Linked DNA regions of Mus musculus: region 1 is linked to region 2. The links are chromatin contacts, called in public promoter capture Hi-C maps. All regions are on one chromosome and are shown on one strand. Each heading gives the region's core, a stretch centred on a gene start, on an enhancer-like site or on the middle of the called end of the contact. The rest is flanking DNA. Distances are from core to core; before and after follow the strand shown. Region 1 holds the start of Syt3 (synaptotagmin III). Region 2 holds the start of Ceacam18 (carcinoembryonic antigen-related cell adhesion molecule 18).

Region 1 (5,173 bases), core at 1,551-4,050, 750 kb before region 2:
CCAGCACCTCCAGGATCCTGTATCCCAGTTGGCCATAATGTGACTGCCTTCTTCTTATGATAGAGCTACACCTCTGAACTCATGAGCTAAGTAAACTGCCCCTCCTTTGCTTCCATCAAGAATTTGGCCATAGTGACACAAAAGCTAATGAATGAATCACATGCCCAAACTCCAACAAAAACCCTAAGCACTAAGGTTTGGGGAACCTCTCTGGTGGGTAAGGAGTCACATACCAATATAACAAGAGAATTAAGGATGACCTGTGACCTGACTGGAAGGAAACACTGGACAGTCATGCTTTCTGGACTCTGCCTCACAACCAACACATCCTTTGGCTGACTTAGTCTGTAGCTTTTTGGTGTAATGAATTTTTCTAGAGCTAGCTATGGTGGTTCATATTTGTAATCCCAGCACCTGAGAGACTGAGGCAGGAGGGTTATTTTAAGTTTGAGACCAACCAGGCCTCCATAATGCTTTATCTGATCCCCAACTTCCTCCTCACCTCAAAAAAAAAAAAAAAGGATTCAATTCATGATTTCTGACAGGGATATTTCATGGCTGTAATTAGGAAGAGGTAGGCCTATGGGACAAAACTCTAAGGTCAGGGGTTAGATGGACCAAGCACACAGCTATTTCTCCCATTTCAGTGGTTTGGAGATAAAGCAAAGACAGAGGCAAGGCTCTCAATGGAGCTAGCCATAAAGGGAGTGAAAGCTGAGTGGCTCTGCTCTGACCTTCCCAAGTCTTTGCCCTTATGGAGTTGGGTAGCAGTCAGTGGCTAGTTGGGACAGCTGGGGTTCTGACCTGCATCCGGACCCCGGGGATATCCTCTGATCCGCAGTTCGTTGAACTCTTGACACCTATCATTGGTATCAGCATCTCGGACCCGTGCACAGAGGTCTGAGACCAGGATGAGCGCCCGCCGACAGAGGTCATCTTCATAGTCCCCAGACATAGTGGCCACGTGATCCTATACTTAAGAGTGGGGTGGGCAGAGCTGCAGAAAGAGACAGGGACAGGTGCAGGGAGAAGGAGGGAGAAGGTCTGGTAGGGAGGCAAAGGTCAGAAGGTGGTGGCTCGGGGACCAGGATTAGAGGATGAAAATGACAGATGTTATAGTCACTTCTTGGGGTCACCATCTAATGAGAGTGGTTAAGGAGCAAACGGATCAACAGAGCCACACCAAAAGGCAAGGTACTCTCAGACGAAAGGAATGTGCCCCCAAGGGGCCACAGACTGAAAGTCAGGATGGGTACTCTGAGACCCAAAGGAAGGTTGGAGGCAGCCATCAACAGTAGGCAGCCAGGCTGTGGCAGGTAAGAGCATTTTGGGCAGCTGCAACATCATTGGTGGGAGGCTTAGGGTGGGAAACTGCTGGAGGGTCAGAGGAAGGAGAGTCAGGTGTGTGGCAGAAACCCCGAGCTGAGAGAAGGGGAGCTAAGAGGACAGATAGAGATAAGAGGAAAGGACCAAGTGAAGTCGGGTAGCCAGGGAAAGATAGACACAGAATTCGGAGTATAGAGGTTCAGGACAGAGGCTGGGGAACAGCGTGTACTTCATTATATCCGAGACATGGTGCACACACAGAGAGAAGTGAAGCCAGGGAGGCAGGGGTGTGGGCAGAAATACCTTCCAATGAGACACAGGTAGATCAGAAGAGAGAGAGAAAAGATGCTGAATTCCAGGTTGGACAACCAGACAATGGCTGGAGACCTCAGATACAAGGCAAGAGAAGAGAGTTGGGAACACAGACAGACAGAAGCATGGTCAGTTTAAAAAAAAAAAAAAGGAGAACAGGAGAGAGAGGTGGAGGTGGGCGAGGAGGGAGTAACACAAGGTAAGGTTTGGAGCTAGACATTAGACATCGGTGGGAAAGAGCCCCCCCCCCCCCCGAGGGAAAGAACGAGGGCCAGACAGTCAAGAGAAGCCAGGCTGCTAAGGAAGACTGACTGCCATTTGGCCAGGGTCAGACTCACCTGTGCTTACCCCTGCCTTGTCCTGGGTGGCAGCCGAGGCGGCGGGGGGCGGTAGCCCATGGGGATTGCAGGGTGGACGAGCCTAGCCGCTGCGGACCGGTCTCCACGCTTGCCAGGTGGCAAGAAGGGGGGCTGGTGACTGATCTAGGGACCCAAATCGGGAGGGAAAAAATCAGCCCAAGCTTTGCATCTTGCCCGACTCGAAGTAGCTGCGCGACCCCAGATGACCCCGGTGAGGTCCAGCCGCCCCCTCCCACCTCCGTGCCCCCAGCAGCTAGTTAAAAGCTTAGGGACTACAACTCCCAGCTGGTCTTGCTGCTAGTGCTACTGCAGCTTTATCGCACCAGAGCTGCAAGGGCTGCTGGGAGTTGAAGTCCTCAATGCGTCTCCGGTCTGCAGAATATGGGATTTTTTGGGGGAGTGGTGCTGGAAGGGTTAAAATGTCAGGGTCCCAAGACGCTGCAGGAGAGGGGAAAGGAGTCCAAGATCTCCAGAGGTCACGTAGCTCTAATCACTTAGGGGTCATGAGATGGGTCACTAATCCCCATACTCTGGGGATGGGTGGGCAAGGGTGAAGTGCACCCAGGTGTATTGGAATCAAGATCCCCCTTTTTCCAGGGCCACGTGCCCCTCCCCTGGAGCGTCCAGCTGGCACTGCAGACTCAGCTCCCCAGCTCCAGATGCGCCCCTATTTGCACCGACCTCCGCGCCCCCACTTGGGGCCGCCCCCTTGGGATGAGGTTGGGGCGGGGGAGGGGGAGGGGCGGACTCACCGGAGCCCCGGCTGCTGCAGCCCGGAGCGCGCGCGCGCCCGCCTGCCCGCTGCCGCGGTGCCCGCCTGGCTCCTCCCCACCCCTGTCGCAGCTCCTCGGCTCCTCCCAAGCCCTTTCCCCCCCCCTCCCCCGCCAGCCCATGCAACCCAAAAGCCAAAATCCGTATGGCCCTAGTGTGCACCTCCCTGGACTCTGGTTGCAGTTTCGCCCCAGTTGAGAGGCCACCTGAGGGAACTAGAAGGTTAGGATTCAGAGGTCCCAGGCCACAAAAACTCCTTTCTCCAGGGAGCAAGATCTCAGGGTTTACAGCTGAGCAGGCTGGAATGAAAGCTGGCCACAGTAAGTCTCATATTTTAGGTAGAGCCACAGGCACTGGATTTGAATCCTGCCCTAGTCCCCTTGAGACTCTTAGCATCCCAGATCCCGATGTCCAGCACAATACAATGAAATTATCTCCTAAGGGATGTAGTTTGAGAAACCAGTCAGTGTGCATCAAAAACACTGGCACCAAGTGGGTGCTTAATGACTACTTACAGGCACAGAGCATCCGGTTTTTACCACATTAATAGCAGCTAATGAAAATTGCCACTCACCATTACCAATGTTAGGAGTTAAGAGCTTTGAAGATGGCTTCTCATGGAATATTCACTTTGGTATAAGGATGAATGCAATCAAGGTATTCCCATTTCACAGAACAATTGAGGCCCGTGGAGATTCAATTCCTCCCACGAGGTCCTGATCTACACAAAAGCAGCCCAGAGGGGTGGCTTGGAAGTTAGTGTCTCACTCAATTGCTATTGTCCTCCCGCCAGCCAGTTATACAAAATAAACACAGCTTCCAAGGCCTGATGGCAGAGACCTTTCATCCCAGTTGCTCTGGATGGGGAGGGAAGAGGATAGAAAGTTCCAGGTCAACCTGGGCTACGGATGAGTTCAAGACCAGCCTCTGCAGATTGAGTGAGACCCTGTCCAAAAATAAGAGAGAGCTGGGGATGTAGTGCAGCAGTAGAAGCCCTGTCTAGAATCCTCCAGTGAGGAGCTGGGGGCATTGATGAGAAGTGGAGCCTTTGTCTAGTAGAATCTCCCAGGAAAGCAAAGCGCTTGGTCTGATAGCCTAAAAAACCAGTGTTTGCTTGGCATATCTGAGACTCTGGGTTCAAAGCAACTCTTCCCCTTGTAGCGTATGCATGCAATTTGCAGTTGTTATATATCAGAAGCCTCCGAAAAAGATAGCTGGCTCCATCCAGGGTCCATGTTTATGCTGCTAGCATCTTCTCACAGGAGTCTGAGGAAGCATGCACGGGGGCCTGGCCACCAAAGGTGCGGCGAACGGCCTTAGTGGCTAGTCAGCTCCATGCCAGCCATGGAGCTCAGCCTGACCAGGCGGTGACACACACTCAGAAATGTGCACACAGATGGGCTTGCCAGCTTCACGTGACACATCTTCAAAGAAACACTGTGAGTCTGAGGCAGCTCAGATGCTGCGAGGCAGCTGCAGCAAGAACCAGCCATCTGTGCGACTCGGGAAAATGCATGCGTGTTTAATGCCAGCTCAGCACACTGTATGACTTCCGCTGGGTTAGTTCCTAACTGCCTTACTTTTTCTCTTTAAAAATGAGGACGATTTTTAAATTAACAAACAACGAACAAACAAAAGTTTGGACACTAGGCTTTACTCTGAAGTCCAAACCAGATGAGAACTAGTAATCCTCCTGCCTCTGCTTTCTGAGTGCTAGTACTGCTGGCTGGTACCACTACACCCCACTAAGATGATGATAATTGGTACACACGTGTGCATGTATGTGCATGTATGTGCGTGCGAATGCATGCACATGCGATGTACAGGTATCAGGGTGTCATCTGTCTCAGTTTTTGGCTGGCTTGTGAGATCCATGGATCTATCTGCTTCTACCTCCCAGAGAGGAAATTAAAGTGGGGGCTTGCCACCACACCTGGCTTTTTATGTTGTTCTGGGGTACAACTCATAACATGTTTGCTCAGTAAGCACTTTACTGATGAGTTTTCTCCCGGGCCTGAAAATGATAATTTAGAAATAAAAATCAGATATTGCACCATTATTTCGAAGATTAAATTAAATTATCCTGAGCTCAGTTGCAGAGCACCTGTCTAGTGCTCCTTGGGGAGGGGCTGGTGGTGGCATCCGGTGGCAGAAGCCTGCGAGGGGAGGGGCTCGGCGGTAGAGCTGCGATGCTTGCCATCAGTTAGTGTTTGGTGCTGCCGTAACTGGTGCTTATGGTGTTCATTAGATCCTTAGCTGCATGTGACAAATGAGAGAAAGGAAGAGCGTCCTCGAAGGCAAGGCCTCACGTAGATGGGAAATGACTGAGGTGGCTTGAAAGTCCCTTTGGGTATTGTTGGGGTAACCTTCCTTTACATTGTTGGAAGGCGTGCCCCTGTGTTTTC
Region 2 (4,987 bases), core at 2,313-4,812:
CCTGGAGTGACCATCACTATCATGAACGAGATTGCTATAACGAACTACAAAATACTTGGCCCTATAGTTATGGCCAAAAATAAAACAACACAGTGATAGCCAAGTCTGTGATCATATAGGCAGCAAGAAATAACCGCCTCTGCAAGCCAGGAGAGGGCGGGAGCGGGTTCTTCCTGAGGTAAGTCTCCATAGGAGAACACAGTCTTTACTAGCACCCGTGAGATTTGAGGGGCTTGACCAGGAAAATGACCAGACTTCTGGCCCACAGAAGTCATGTGATAACAAGCTAGTGCATGCCTGTGGTTCTAGCACTCAGGAAGCAGAGACAAGAGAATTGAAAGTTCTAGGCCAACTTGGACAACATAGTGAGTCCCAGCTATGGATATAGGTCAGTGGCACAGCCCCTGCCTAGAATCCCCAGTGAGTGGCTAGGGTGTAGCTCATGGTAGAGTGCTTGCCCAGCATACAGAACACTCTGGGCTCCATCCTCAGTACTACAAAAATAAATACAGTTAATCACTTCATTACTGGTTGTTTGGTTGGTTGGTTGTTTGGTTGGTTGGTTGGTTGGTTGGTTTGTGAGGCAGGGTTTCTCTGGCTGTCCTGGAACTCGATCTCTTAGAGAGATGCACCTATCTTTGCCTCCCAAGTGCTGGGATTAAAGGCATGTGCCACTACTGCTCAGCTGGAGTTTTTGTTTTTTGTTTTTTGTGTGTGTGTGTGTGTGTTTTTTTAAGCCTCTAAACATCAGTTCTCAACCTGTGTGAGTCATGGCCCCTCTGGGTGGTCACATATCAAATATCCTACATATCAGATATTTACATTATAATTCATAACTACAGCAAAGTTACAGTTATAAATTAGCAATGCAATGGCTGGGAGTCATCACAACATGAGGAACTGTACAAAAGGGTCACAGCATTAGGAAGGTTGAGAAACACTGCTCTAAAGTATGGCTGTTACACAACAGTGGAAAATAAATACTCTCTTCCACAAGTGAACTGAGTTCCTGGATGTACAGAGTGGCCCATCTCTGCAGGAAAAGCCAGCGAGCCACCTTCATGGCTGCCAGGGTCACTTTCAGGCAACAAAGACACTGGATGGCATGCTCTCCAAGGAATCTCCCTCTCAGAGTGCTTAGGACAAGCTTCTCTTTTTTGTTGGGGGAATTGGTTGCCATGCCAACTCACTTACGATCTGGAGCCAGCCAGTTGCTCTTTGGGTCTCGTTGCTAGTGTCCACTTCAACAGTATAGTAGCCTGTGTCATTTACCGCCGACATCCTCACCACCAGGCTACCTGCACGGGTCACATTCTCACGTCCACTGTACGAGGGTCCAGGGTGTCGGGTATTGGGAGGTTTATAGCTGAAAATCATGTTTTCTGTACTGTTGTCCTTGCCCCGATACCAGCTGTACTCCAGGACATCTTCTGGGACATTTTCTAAGGTCAGGATGGTCCGGTACTTCTCCACTCCTAAGAGTGAGTCTGGGCTGATGAAGATCTGACCAGAAGCCTGGCAGATCCCACAGGTCAGCAAACTGGCTGAGGAAACCAAAGAGGAGAGAGTGTGGGGGTGGGGAGGGTAAGGGAGATGAGGAAAGTGGGGGATGAGATGCAGGTAATGACTTTCACAGTTCTATAATTGTCAGAATTTGAGTCTTCAATGTCTCCCGTAGGCTCAAATTTTGAACACTTGGTCTTCTGCTAGTGGCACTATTTTGGGAGGCTGTGGCCTTTTGCAGACAAGGTCTTAGTGGTGGAAGCAGGCCACTAAACGGAAGCCTGCAGAGCTCATACCTAGCCTCTGGCTCCTACCCTGCTCTGTGTTCCTGTTATGTGCTATGTTGTGAACAGCCTCCACCCTACCTTGATGCTGCCACGAGCTGAACTGTTTCATCATGCCTCACTCCCACCCCAATCCACTAGAATGAACCATGAGCCAGCAAATCCTCCCTCTCCAGTTCCTGTCCAAAGTAACTCATACTGTAAATGAAGAAGTCCCAGTACAGCTGGCTCTAGAGCTGGCTTAGTGGTTAAGAGCACTCACTGCTCTGGCAGAGGACCTGGCTTTGGCCCCCAGCACCAGAGTGGGTGGCTTACAACAATTGTAACTCCAGCCCCGGGGTCTTTGGTGCCCTTTTCTGGCCCCCACAGGTACATGCATACATGTGGTGAACACAGATACACTCAAGCACACACATACATATACCTAGAATAAAATACATTGAGTTTCCAGTTGAGGACTGATTTCCCCCCAGTCCCAAGTCCTTGTCTTATCCACTCTCTTCTTATCTTCTCAGCCCCACCCACTTCCCTTTGCTACTGGCCTCCCCAATCCATCCTTCACACAATAGACATGTGCATCTCAATAAAACACAAGATGTGACCTTGCTTTCCTCAGTTCCGTAACCTTCTGTGTATGCTGGTCCCCATCTCCATACACAGATCTCTGCTCCACTCTCCCCATTTGCAGTCTACCTGAGAACTCATTTCTCCTTCATCCTTAGCTCTGATGTCTCCTGACCAGCCTGGGCCAGGTGTCTCTTCTGGGCTTCCTAGCATCGTAGGATCCCCTTACCCTAGCCTTGACTACTTAGACATTTAGTTTGAGGGCAGACCTGTGAGGTCCAGGCAGGCAGGGCTTGGCTGTGCCAGTTAACACTGGGTATATAGCTTTCATGACTATCTGGGGAATAAATGCAGGGAAGCCCCTCTCAGACTGTCTGGCACAGTCTGCAGATATGAATTCATTGAAGTGGATGTGGATAGGGTAGGACTTGCCACCACCTTAGACACAAACTGGTATCCCCTACTCTGTAATGCCTGAGGTTTGACTATGGGGGAGGTAAAGGTACCTGAGATCCCACTCCATACTGCAGGGCGAACACTGACATATTCAAGACCAGTATCTGTGCCTCCTAGCACATCACAGTAGCTGTGAGTATCAGGGAGCATAAAGAGTCCTGAAGAAGAAGGGGATTAGAAAGAGACCCAGGCTGGACAGGAAGAGAATCCAGATAGCTAGGGGAAGCCTAAGGAACACAAAGTGGTTGCAGGGAGGTAGGGGTCCAAGTTTACCACTTTACATGGCAGGTAGATGTGTGTGTGTGTGTGTGTGTGTGTGTGTGTGTGTGTGTGTGTGTGTGTGTGTGTGTTCTTGCTGTGGTTGTATGTATGCATATGTCTGAGTCTGTGTGTCTCATCTGTCTCTGTTTCTGTGTGTGTGTGTTCTTGCTGTGGTTGTGTGTATTATATGCATATGTCTGAGTCTGTGTGTCTCATCTGTCTATGTCTCTATGGGTGTGAGATATACCCTAGATGTATGTGCTCATGAGAGTCCTGGTGAGGGACCTGGCTCCAACCCTCTTCCTGCTGCTTCCATCATAAAGCTTCTGAGTTATGCCTCAACAGATCTGTTTCCTGCTCCTTCCGAGCTTCTCCCCTCCCCCCTAGGCTCAGAAAGCAGATTTTCTCCCCTCTTACCCACAAGGGTGAGCCACCTCCAGGGGCTAAAGCTAGGCCTAGAAAAGTCCATGGACTTCTTGGGTCCTCCAGAGCTCGGCAGGTTCTGCAATGTCCCTGCCCTGCCCTCCCCTCTTCGTGTGGCTCCTCCTAGAAAGGACTCTGCCCGGCAGTGAGGGCAGACCTACGGCTGCACGTCTTATCTTTATAGCTCTATGTCATCTTCCAGCTTTTGCTTATCTCATTTTTATACCTATTAATGTTTTTATGACTATGACACAAACAACACCAGCTTCTTGCTAGTTTTCAAAAACTGGGAAATACTAAAAAGCAGTTACAAAGACAAGAGCATCATGTGTCTTTTGGTTGTTTAATTTTTTTCCTCCAGTACTGGGGATTGAACACAGGACTTTGCATGCTAGGCAAAGGCTCTACCATTGAGCTATATTCCCAACCACAAACAGCATTTGTGTGTGTGTGTGTGACACACACGTGTAAGGTTAGAGGATATGAAGGAGTATGTGGGTCCTAGGGATTAAACTCAGGTCATCAGGTTTGGTGGCAAGGAGTTTGACAGCAAAAGACCATTACATTTTAACCTATGTCTCCTTTCCATTTTAGCTGGCATTCGTGTTCAGGGCTGTGATTAATCTTTTAATTGCTTTGTCTCGGTTTATGACTATGCTCTTTCTACAGAATAATTCCCCATGACACACTCCCTCATGTTCTTCACTGGGTCATTTTTAAAGACCTGTACTAACTCCATTCAAGTGAAACTTCATGAAGCCGCACACACACACGAGACACATCTGGCAATAAATCACTTTAGGATGGGTTTTCTCCCTTTAAAAGAAGGGAGCAGACAGTGCTCTCTCTGTGTGTCTAGTGGGGTTAAGTCCTAGGTGATTTTGACAATTTCCCAGGCTCCTCTACCCTCTTACTCTGTGATGCTCCTGTCTCCCACCTCCTGACCCAAGATGGCAGCTGATGCTTTGTCCCCGCATCACCGAGCAGGAAGTAGGAAGTCTCAGGAAGAACCCCCGAGTGAGGGACACTTTCTGACAGTGGCTCACAACACTTCTGCCTGTATCTCATGGCGGCACCCTTAACTGCAGGGAAAACTACTGGATGTAACTTACCTGTAGATGTCTGTCTCTACTGCCGAGCCACATGCACAGATTATGGAGACAGGATCTCCTATGATAGCCTTGTCTACCCTGAAACTTGTGAGTACCTTGTTTCTACTTCCTGGATTCGGGGATCACAGCTATGTGTTACCATCTCTAACTATATCTATAGTTTCTCATCAAAAGAACAAAAACACCACCATCCTCCCCAGGGCAAGGTCTTCCATTCAAACACTGATATCTGGAAATACTCTCATGGTCACACCCAGACATGTTTCATCCAAACACGTTCACACTGGCATACAGAGTTAACTGTTGCACTCAGGTGTCCCAAATTAGCTGAGCCAATCTCTTACCTACCATCATCAAACTCAAGGGCAGATGTTTACACTGCAG

What was found. Promoter capture Hi-C pulls out the DNA fragments that hold promoters and counts their contacts.
Region 1: a promoter capture Hi-C map of embryonic stem cells shows a contact between it and region 2, with 3 times the contacts expected there. The contact joins the promoter of Syt3 here to the promoter of Ceacam18 in region 2. A contact is called at or near these places in 1 of 39 promoter capture datasets (embryonic stem cells) and 1 of 9 other capture datasets (liver).

Annotation. Positions count from the first base shown.
Region 1 is chr7:44,381,753-44,386,925 of GRCm38.p6, reverse strand. It overlaps Syt3 (synaptotagmin III), which reads right to left and starts at 2,800. Exons shown (of 11, transcript NM_001114116.1): 1 at 2,750-2,800; 2 at 1,977-2,120; 3 at 805-970. The coding sequence starts at 955. It also overlaps a transcript of 1700008O03Rik not described here.
Region 2 is chr7:43,633,314-43,638,300 of GRCm38.p6, reverse strand. Ceacam18 (carcinoembryonic antigen-related cell adhesion molecule 18) reads right to left here and starts at 3,562. Exons shown (of 6, transcript NM_028236.1): 1 at 3,486-3,562; 2 at 1,191-1,544. The coding sequence starts at 3,537.